3 separate regions of the Mus musculus genome follow, and all the other regions are linked to region 1. The links are chromatin contacts, called in public promoter capture Hi-C maps. All regions are on one chromosome and are shown on one strand. The core of a region is the stretch at or near the end of the contact, and the rest is flanking DNA. Distances in the headings are between cores, read along the strand shown. Region 1 holds the start of Fgd1 (FYVE, RhoGEF and PH domain containing 1). Region 2 overlaps Iqsec2 (IQ motif and Sec7 domain 2). Region 3 overlaps Tspyl2 (TSPY-like 2).

Evidence for each region. Promoter capture Hi-C pulls out the DNA fragments that hold promoters and counts their contacts.
Region 2: a promoter capture Hi-C map of pre-B cells shows a contact between it and region 1, with 2.4 times the contacts expected there. The contact joins the enhancer-like site here to the promoter of Fgd1 in region 1. A contact is called at or near these places in 9 of 39 promoter capture datasets (3T3-L1-derived adipocytes, the C10 cell line, the HPC-7 cell line and 5 more).
Region 3: a promoter capture Hi-C map of liver shows a contact between it and region 1, with 5 times the contacts expected there. The contact joins the enhancer-like site here to the promoter of Fgd1 in region 1. A contact is called at or near these places in 5 of 39 promoter capture datasets (the 3T3-L1 cell line, HPC-7-derived erythroid cells, liver and 1 more) and 1 of 115 datasets of contacts at active chromatin or transcription factors (astrocytes).

What each region holds. Positions count from the first base shown.
Region 1 is chrX:151,045,450-151,048,875 of GRCm38.p6, forward strand. Fgd1 (FYVE, RhoGEF and PH domain containing 1) reads left to right here and starts at 1,721. Exons shown (of 18, transcript NM_008001.4): 1 at 1,721-2,532. The coding sequence starts at 2,226. Gm46690 (a long non-coding RNA gene) reads right to left here and starts at 643. Exons shown (of 2, transcript XR_001782846.2): 1 at 1-643.
Region 2 is chrX:152,169,966-152,172,929 of GRCm38.p6, forward strand. The region is part of intron 2 of Iqsec2 (IQ motif and Sec7 domain 2); the gene reads left to right. Among named protein-coding and RNA genes, the nearest start is that of Iqsec2, 27 kb to the left of the region's middle. Within about 2 kb of position 1,261, at least 134 of the 459 cell types and tissues checked have an H3K27ac peak or open chromatin away from gene starts, as enhancers often do. A contact at or near this core is called in the HPC-7 cell line, liver and pre-B cells, where this site is marked.
Region 3 is chrX:152,335,444-152,338,660 of GRCm38.p6, forward strand. Tspyl2 (TSPY-like 2) reads right to left here. Exons shown (of 7, transcript NM_029836.4): 7 at 1,408-2,122. The coding sequence ends at 1,974. Among named protein-coding and RNA genes, the nearest start is that of Tspyl2, 5.4 kb to the right of the region's middle. Within about 2 kb of position 1,313, at least 323 of the 459 cell types and tissues checked have an H3K27ac peak or open chromatin away from gene starts, as enhancers often do.

The sequences.
Region 1 (3,426 bases), core at 471-2,970:
CCAGGGTATAGCTTAGATCTCTACTTTGACCAAGATCCTTCACTTAGGTAAGGTACAGCTCATTGAGAGAGGATTTCTTGAGTTGGGAAAGAACAGAGATTCTAGGTTTCTCTAGGATTTTCAAACAATGTTGTTTTCTAACCAGCTGAATGTCTGGGCCAGGAAAAATGTTTTGATTTGAAGTATTTTAGAGTAACTATCAAAGAAGTAATAATTGAAGCCATAGAAGCAAATGAGATATTGAGGGAAAGACCAGAGAGAGTGCGTGGGAAGACAGAGCTCAGGCCAAAGCTCCCAAGAACACTACTAAGACGAGGAGGAAACTGAAAAGGAAAAAGGAGAAAAATAAGCATGATATGTCATAGGGAAGCAATTTCAGGAGAAGGGAGAGGTCACTGGTGCTACCTGAATGCTAGCAAGTCCAAGTAGGATGACCTCTAAAGAGATTCTTTTCGGTTTAGTAACGTAAGCTATGGAAGACCTTGATAAGAAAAATAGCTTGGAAGAAGTAGTAGAGGTGAGTTGTAGCAGGGTTAAAGATAAGTGGGAGGTAGGAAATGGGACACTTGACTATGAGCAAGTCTTGAGTCATCTGTAAAAAGAGAAGAGAGATAACTTTTGGTGCTTGTTTTTTTAGATGGGAGAAGATACCTGACTGTTTAAAGCCCAGAGCGAAGGGACTCGGAACGAACTCAGAGGTCTGTTGCTAAGAATTCCAGACCTTTCTTCTGGCGTCTTCTGTTCACTCCATGTAAGTAGGACATGGGCTTATCAGCTAAGTACCGTGGGACGGAGTTGGGGGCACAAATCAAGATCTTGGGGAGACTAGATTTGATATGGCCACCATGGATGAGAGTTATCTAGGCAATGGGGGTGAAACAGAAAAGAAAGTTGACTACTAGTAGGGTGTCGGGTCAGTTCTGAGGGACTTGTAGAAGCTGGGAAATGAGGGTTTATCATGACACAAATGTGGAAAATTGTAGTGTTACCCAGTAGTGTTCAGCTGCCTGGGCACAAGCATGGAAAAAAAGGCAAACAGTTGGACTGGTTCAGTTTTGGGTTGCTGCCAGCCGGGTAACGGACAAAACAAGGGACCGCGACAAAAAGAGTGGAAAAGTAAAGGGCCATGAGATCTGGTCTGAGAAAATAAGTACTAAAGGATCGCTACGTGCCAAGCCTAGCTTAACTCTGGGACATGTGGAAAGGCTTCTGGGAAAGAGTGTGATGGGAGAGCGGAAGAAGGCATGAGATGCGACGGAAGGGTCGATTTCGGAAATTGGGCCCAGAGACTCGCCTCTGTGGGACCAAGGAAGGATGGGAAGGAAAGCTGAAGGGCCAGCAGAAGGAGGGCCTTAAGCTCCTAGCAGTTAGAGGTGAAACTGGCCCTAGCGAGGGGGCGTGGCCAAGCTCAAATCCCGACGAGGGGGCGGGGCTCCAATAACTGGGTCTCAGCGCCGCGGTGGCTGCGGCTGTCTCAGCAACGGCTCGCGCCTCCCCATCCCCCAGTTCCCAGGGCTCTTCCCGCCTGCCGCGGTGCAGACCCAGGACGAAGGCGGAGAAGCCCGGTCCAGCCCGGTCCTCCGCCCGCACGGCTGGAGCATCGTTCCGGAGGACTGCCCGAAGGCAAGCCTCGCAGCCGGAGAGCGCGGCGCACACGCGCGCCTCCCGGCCGCGGCCGTCCTCTCTTCCCTCCTTCCTCTCCTCTCCCCCTCCCCTCTCCTCCGCCCCCAGCCTCCGCTGCGGCGGGAGGAAGAACCCTTCCCGACTAGCCCAGAGAACCCAGGTCGATTCTCATTCCGGGAGAAAGAGACCCCCCTCGGTGGGATCCGGCTGGCCGCTCGCCCCCGGCTACGGAAGTGACTGGTCATCTATTAGGAGAGCTCGTGCCTAGCGCAGCCCCCGACCCTCGCCTAGCCGCAGCCGCATAGACAGCGCTCCCCAGCGGGCCCCCGGCCCCGCCGAGCCCACTCCCCGCTTGGGGCCAGGGCTGGCGATGCCTGGCGCGGCAACGGCGGTGGCCGCGGCTGCTGCTGCTGCTGCCGCCACGGCTGCTGGCCGGAGCCCGGGTCGGGGGCTCGAGTCTCCGCAGTGGGGCTGAGCCCGCAGCCCCGCCCCCCGAGCCTGAGGCCGCTGCTCCGCCGGGCGCCGGGCCTTCTCCGCCCGCGCCTCCGCCCCAGGAACTGGAGCCAAGCGGGGAGCCCGGGCCCCGCGCCCAGGCCCGGACCATGCATGGCCACCGAGTCCCGGGGGGCCCTGGGCCTTCGGATCCCGAACGCTCAGCGGCAAATACCCCCGGTGCCGCTCCGCTGGCCTGTGCCGACTCGGACCCTGGAGCCTTGGAACCCGGGCTGCCGGTGAGCAGGGGCTCAGGCACGGCTCTTGGAGGCCCTTTGGATCCTCAGTTTGTTGGACCCTCGGATGCCAGCCTGGGAGCGCCTCCAAGCTCCCGGGTCTTACCCTGCGGCCCTAGTCCTCAGCACCACCGGGCCCTGCGCTTCTCCTACCACCTGGAGGGCTCGCAGCCTCGGCCTGGTGAGTGATCCAGACAGCATGGGAACCTGGGCCACGGGCCTGGTACCGGGAACGGGTTCTTGTTCTAGGACTTGGAGCCGACATGCTCACCCTAGCCCCTTGGGTCCCCTCAACCCCTACCCCCACCTCCTGCAGTATTCGGTCCAGTCCTTTCAGCCTTTGCCCCTTGCTCTTATCTGTCCCTTGCGCCCTCAAGCCTTAAGACTCCTTTCTCTTCTAACTGTTGAGGCTAACAGGAGAGGAAGCACTCCAAGAAAAGGGGGCAGGATTTCAGGGCAGCAATGGGGATGTGGTTGGAATAGGAGAAAAGAAGTCTCCCATTAGCTAAGTGACTACATTTGTGCATGGCACTGAACTGGGTACTTTTACAAGGGTTTTTGTTTCAGCTTCAGGAGCCATCTGTGAAGTGGATATCATCAATTACATTTTTAGGGGTGCAGACTGAGGCTTTGAGAAGTAACTTGTCCAAGGTCACACTGTCATTATGGTGCCTGGATTTAAAAACAGATCAGAGTCCAAAATCTGTGGTCTTCCCGCTTCCCCAAACTGAAGCTGGAGAGTAATGCAAGCTTTCTCCTTATGTGATTTCCCCTTATACGACTCAGTAGCCCGAAAGTATGAGCAAAAGAGAGAGGGAGATGGTGGACTGATCCTAGATTGTGCTTCTGCTAGGTGTGTGTGGCCACAGGACAAGGGGAGGAAGAGGTAGGGGGTATTGATGAGAGAGAAAGGTGGAGCTGAGCCTGGAGGAAGGGGCTGAAGGCGCTGCTGGTACGAAGGAATAGGACAGAGAGGTCAGAAGGGAGAGCTGCTGGGCCAGGAGATTGTTTGGAAAAATCATCAGGATGGTTGCTTGGGTTTGCAGTGTGGTGGAACAACTCTAGGTCAGGCTGG
Region 2 (2,964 bases), core at 11-2,510, 1.1 Mb after region 1:
CCCCATCTTAAAACAGAAAAAAAAAAAATTGAAGAAGACACCTATTTTCAGGCTCTGGCCTTCACACACACACACACACACACACACACACACGCAAGCACACACACATACACACACACATGCATACATACACATGCACACACATATATACACACACATCACATATACATGTCCTTCTGTACCCACATGCATGCATACCATCTACCCACACATGCACATATACACACATGTTCACACATGCATGCACACACACAACCAATCTCATATTGTTTTAAATGAGTTCATAATTTTGCGGTTGCATCACTTATAGCTATTTTGGGGTGTAGGCGGCCTCCGAGTTGCACGAGAAGCTAAGGAAAGTAGGCTTTGTGGCACAGAAAACAGGGAGAAACTTTGGATCCAGGCTAAGGGCTCCATTTGAGGCTAGGTTGCTTTCTAGCTATTTGACTGGGCAAATTGGTTTGTCTCTTGTAAACCCCAAGTTTCTTCATCCAGTAAGCATCTGCATTCACGAGTGTGAACATACAAGGGCACATGTATGACTGGAGAAGAATTGAGTGGTGGGGAAAAATGCAGGAAGAAGACAAATAGGCCTCAGCTAGTGTAAAAAACTGAATAGCAAGGAGAGAACATGGCAGGTAGACTGCAAACTACCCATGTTGGGGCCCAGGCTTTAGGAATTCAGTACAAGAGTGTAATTAAAACTGAACAACTGACAGTGGGGCAAGGGGCCAAGATGGATACCTGGGTTTCCTGTATATGCAACAGAAATTGTCAGACCTAAAGGCACCTTAAGCAAAGTCCAGATTACAACTGGCCATACCTAAAGATCACAAAGCTATCAGCATAGCCTGCTTCCTAGCTATCTGACTTTTGCCATCACTTAAATACTCTGGTCCTTTGTTTCTCTTTTATAAAATGGTTCTGATTTCACTGAATTGAGGGAAGTTGAAGTAACCCTATGCTCAACATCAAATATCAGTGCAACCAACTGCGCTACAGCCTCCCTTAGACTAACTCGTAACTGTATGATATAGAGTCATGCTGCAAAATGTGGACAAGTTTGTTAAAAGCAATCAGACAGGAGGGGCTAGACTGATCCCATCAGCAGAAGGTAAGGGAGTTCCAGATGTCCCAGAGGAAATCATGGCTGTAAGAGGTCAGGCTGGAACTCCATGGCCCTGGGGACCAGGCTGAGGTTGCTAGGCATGCAATGATAAAAGCAAGAGGTGGCCTGTTGCTAGGGAAGGAGGGAGGGGGTAGGGGAGCCACTGACACCCTCTGAGCCAGGGACATCCCCATGGCAACAGAAGCCACTGGTGTCTGGAGAAGTGGGAGGAGGAGCAATGGCTGGCTTTGTTCCCAGAGGAGGCCTCCCACTCTGGGCCTCAGTGTCCCTATCTGTCCCACTGAAATTTTGGTTTAGGTATTTTGAAGATTCTTCCTTGTTTTGACCTCCTAGGATGACTAAAACCTTACAATCCTTCCTTGGCTCCCCCATTCACATATCTGAGATACTGTAACCATTCCCCAGAGCCGCCCCAGCTATGTCCAGGCCTCCCCTCCCATATGCTTCCTGTTCAGCTCTGCCTGGCTACCCACCCTGCCCAACTACTGCTTCCTGTGCTTGCAGCCTTTTTCACTTACTGCCTGTAACATGCTCTCTGTCTGGGAAGGGGAAGCAATTCCCATCCTGTACAGTGTGGGAAGCCTGCCCCCCATCCACCCGGACTGCTTCCTCCATCCTAAGCTTCACGGATGTCAAAGGTCTGATAACCCCCCCATTTGTGATCACTGGTGCAATTTATTGAGCTATTTCTAAGAGCTGGGCTCTCCACATGATATTTGGCAGGTACATTTATGGTGACATATTGTGATTCCCCACTTTACATAAGACTGTTGGGTAAGCTCCTGGGACTTGTCTAAGGTCTTTCTGATGCCCTGTGGTGGTCCAGGTTTAGAACTTGTCTCTGTATCATTCCTTCTGCCCTAGCCTCGGGTGCAGGTGCGATTTTTCCTCTTGAGCAGCAGCAGCCCTACCAAACGATGGCTGGATACTTTATACGTAGTCTCTAGTTTGTCTTCACTATATTCTTAAAGCCTATATATATACGTGTTATTTTACAAACCAAGATTCTAAGGCTTAGAAAGCTAAGTTAATTTGCCCTGCGGTAAAAATTAAGGTGAGAATCTAGATCATCAGATTGGTAATTACCACAGTGTTGTGAATTTAGCCTGATTACTTTCCTGAAGCATGGAAAAATTCATTTCCTGGGTTGGACAATCTGTTTTTGATGAGGGGTGACAAAGAAAGAGGTAATTGGGGGACCCCTGCCTACAGGGAGCACTAAGTCTAGGGTTGCTACGGGCAAAGATGAGTTAGTTTTAGAATGTGACAAGGTAGATGGCCAGTGTGTAAGAACAAGAGTCTGGAGGGATTGATCTGGCTTCTGATAACAAGACAGAAGGAAGGACGGAGGGGGACTGGGTAATTTTCCCAAAGGAGGAACTTTTCTGGAAGCTCCAGAGAGATGAGTTAGGGCAAATGGTTCCTCTTCTCCCCTTCCTCTCTGGGTTCTCCTGCCTCTGCTTGGCCCAGCCCCCGGAAGTGGGTGACCCCTAAGCTGGCTGAGTGCCTGGTTAGCACCAAAATAAACTTGCCTTCCCTCTCTTTCCCTCCCCTTGCCTCTGTCCCCTCTGTCCTGGCTTTAATTAGCAGCCCTAGGGATGAGTCACTTGGCAGCTGGGGAGGGAGGCTATGCAGAGCCCAGTTAAGCTTCGACTCTTGCCCTGAGCCTTACAGGCAGCACCACAGTGTTCATATGTGTGGGTGTGTATTACTGCATGTCAGGGAGGCTCTGCGTCATTGCTGCTGAGAAAAGTGCAGGGGCAACTTTGCATGCTGCCTCAAGGCCATGCATGTCAGGGTGTCTGCACATAAGCAAATCTGGTGGTTGCTGCATT
Region 3 (3,217 bases), core at 63-2,562, 1.3 Mb after region 1:
TGGACATAGTACTACTGGAAGATCCAGCAATACCTCTCCTGGGCATAAACCCAGAAGATGTTCCAACTGGTAATAAGGACACATGCTCCACTATGTTCATAGCAGCCCTATTTATAATAGCCAGAGGCTGGAAAGAACCCAGATGTCCCTCAACAGAGGAATGGATACAGAAAATGTGGCACATTTACACAATGGAGTACTACTCAGCTATTAAAAACCATGAAATTATGAAATTCTTGGGCAAATGGATGTATCTGGAGGATATCGTCTTGAGTGAGGTAACCCAATCACAAAAGAAGTCACTTGATATGCACTCACTTGATAAGTGGATATTAGCCCAGAAACCTAGAATACCCAAGATACAATTTCCAAAACACAAGAAAATCAAGAAGGAAGAACAACTCGTGGATACTTCATTCCTCCCTAGAATAGGGAATAAAATATCCATGGAAGGAGTTACAGAGACAAAGTTTAGAGCTAAGATGAAAGGATGGACCATCCATAGACTGCCCCACCCTGGGGTCCATCCCATAATCAGCCACCAAATGCAGACACTATTGCATACACCAGCAAGATTTTGCTGAAAGGACCCTGATATAGCTGTCTCCTGTGAGGCTTTGCCAGTGCCTGGCAAATATAGAAGTGGATGCTCACAGTCATCTATAGGATGGAACACAGGGCCCCCAATGGAGAAGCTAGAGAAAGCACCCAAGGAGCTGAAGGGGTCTGCAACCCTGTAGGTGGAACAACAATATAAACTAACCAGTACCCCTAGAGCTCGTGTCTCTAGCTGCTTATGTAGCAGAAGGTGGCCTAATTGGCCATCTTTGGGAAGAGAGGCCCCTTGTATTGCATACTTTATATGCCCCAGTATAGGGGAATGCCAGGGCCAAGAAGTGGGAGTGGGTGGGTAGGGGAGCAGGGCGGGGTAGCGGGGCTGGGGGTGGGAGGGTATAGGGGACTTTTGGGATAGCATTTGAAATGCAAATGAAGAAAATGTCCAATAAAAAAAAGAAGGAAAAAACAAAAAAAGAAAAATAGCTCCTCTAACCCAGCTCGAACTAAGCTTGAAAAGATGGTTTGACGCACTGTAAATGAATAGATGAATCACCAAATAGATGGTCTAGGCCGCAGGATCTGTCTGCGCATGCGCCATAGGAAAGGCGTGGGATGCTCTTTTCTTCCTAGCTGGGTTTCTTCGGTCTCGGAGCGTGGGTGCTGGGGGGGGGGCGCCCCCTCAACCTGTCCAGTCATTGGCTAGGATGGCCCGCATTGCTTTGACGCAATGCTTCTGCAGTCTCGCGGAGCTCCACTCCGCCAGTGAAAACGTTTGGTACAACCATGGTGCTGGGGCGGCTCCTCCAGGCTTAGCGACGGCGCACCCAGGCGGACAAAAGACTCCAAGAGGCACTTTGAATTTGCTCAGTTTTATTAGGCTCGTTGAGGGTCACGGGGAAAGGGGCGGGGCTTCTGGGGAGCAGGAATCCCACAAAGGCGAAGCTGCCTTGCAAAGACACTGAGGCGGGCTAGCAGTCAGGGCTGTTGAAGGGAAGAAAGGAGTTGCAGAGTAACTCTGGAGAAGGGGTAGCAGAGTCTGAGGCCACAGTGCAATTGTGACGAAGGTCACAGCGGCCCTTCTCGCTTAGAGATAGGATGTCCACGCAGCACGGAGAGAGGGGCTTGGGCCTAAGCTCACGAGAAGGGGGCTAGAGGGGCCCTGACCAAGGCATCACAATAAATAAGATTAGCAGCACACAGAAGCCTGCAGTGGAGGAGGGCCGAAGGGGAGCGTGGTCCCTCCTCCAAATAAGAACTCTGCAATTACTAAACCATAAAAATAAACTTTAAACCCGTGTAATAAGTCTGTCTCCCCCCAGAAGTGCAATATGGGGCCGCACAGCCCTAGCTGAAGAGGAGGGCAAATGGGAGAGGGCATAGGGGTATATATAGAGAGCCCCTAGAGGGCAAGATGTTTATCCGATTTTCCCTTTCTTCCCCAGGCTGGCCCAAGCTTTTGGGACCGGCAGCACTTCCTGAATATCAGAATCTTCGGAGTTCACCTCACTTCTTTCCTCCCCATAGATTCGCTCATCTTCATAGCTGTCCTCACTTAGCTGGCTGGCTGTGAAGGAGAGAGGAGGACACAGGGGAAGGTAGTTGGATACCCCTTGAAAAGTGAACAGAACAAAATGGCTGTGGCTTTTGAGGGCTGGGGACCACTAGTCACCAGTGCCTCTGTTTGGGACAGGGAGGAAGGGGAGATAAAGTGCCATTGAGATTGTGCTCATATCCAAGGTTAGAAGAGGGAGGGAGGGAGGGAGGCAAGACAGCAGGGCATTCATCTTTGTCAGATCAAAACTGATACATTCCCCTTTCTCCTGCTCCCACACTCCTCAAAGTGCTTCTGTTTCTGAGTGAGGCCTTGGCTTTTTACTTATTACTTTTTGCACCTAGTGTGACCCAAACATAGGCTGTAGTCTGCCTTCTTCAGTCTTGTTCCCCATCCCCACTCCACTCCAGAGCTAGGCAGCTCTGCCTCCAATTTTTGGAGAAAAGAGATGGTGTCAGATGGGAGGCAAAGAGGACTGACAATTCCCTTAGTTTCCCCAGCCTACCCCAAAATGTGTGTCTGTGGATCCTCCCTTCTGCACACTTTCACCCTTAGTGCCTTGCTTAAACCTTCAGACGTGGCTGGTTTTCCTATCTCTGCCACCTACCCCTGGGGTTCACCTCTCCTTTGTCTGCCCACAGCCAGGTTCAAATGAGTTCTTTTCCCAGTCTTCCAGATCAGAACTAAACCTGGGAGTCAATTTAAATATTGCATTAGCCCTCAGACTTCCATGTGCAGTCTTTCCTAAGCAGTTTCCCAAATGTATACAGTGTTGGACAAAGAACATGTTTTGTGGTCAAGAGGTCTGGGAAATGTGGAGCTCTGCAAAGTGAAATAGGGGTTTTAAAGGCAGGATTCTTAGAATGTGTAGAGGATATTTATGTATTATTTGCCTAACACATTTGATCAACAATGAATGAGTGAAGGGTCCTCTGATAATCTTGGAAGCCTTGCCAAACATTGTGTCGCTAATCCATGCCATGGAGAAGGCTCGACAATAATGGTACCTCCTTCCCCTAGCTCTCCCTCTCCTTTCCCACTCCTTGAGGTAAAATTAACTGCCCTGTCCTCTGACCGGAGAGAACACACAGTGTTTACCTCACCACC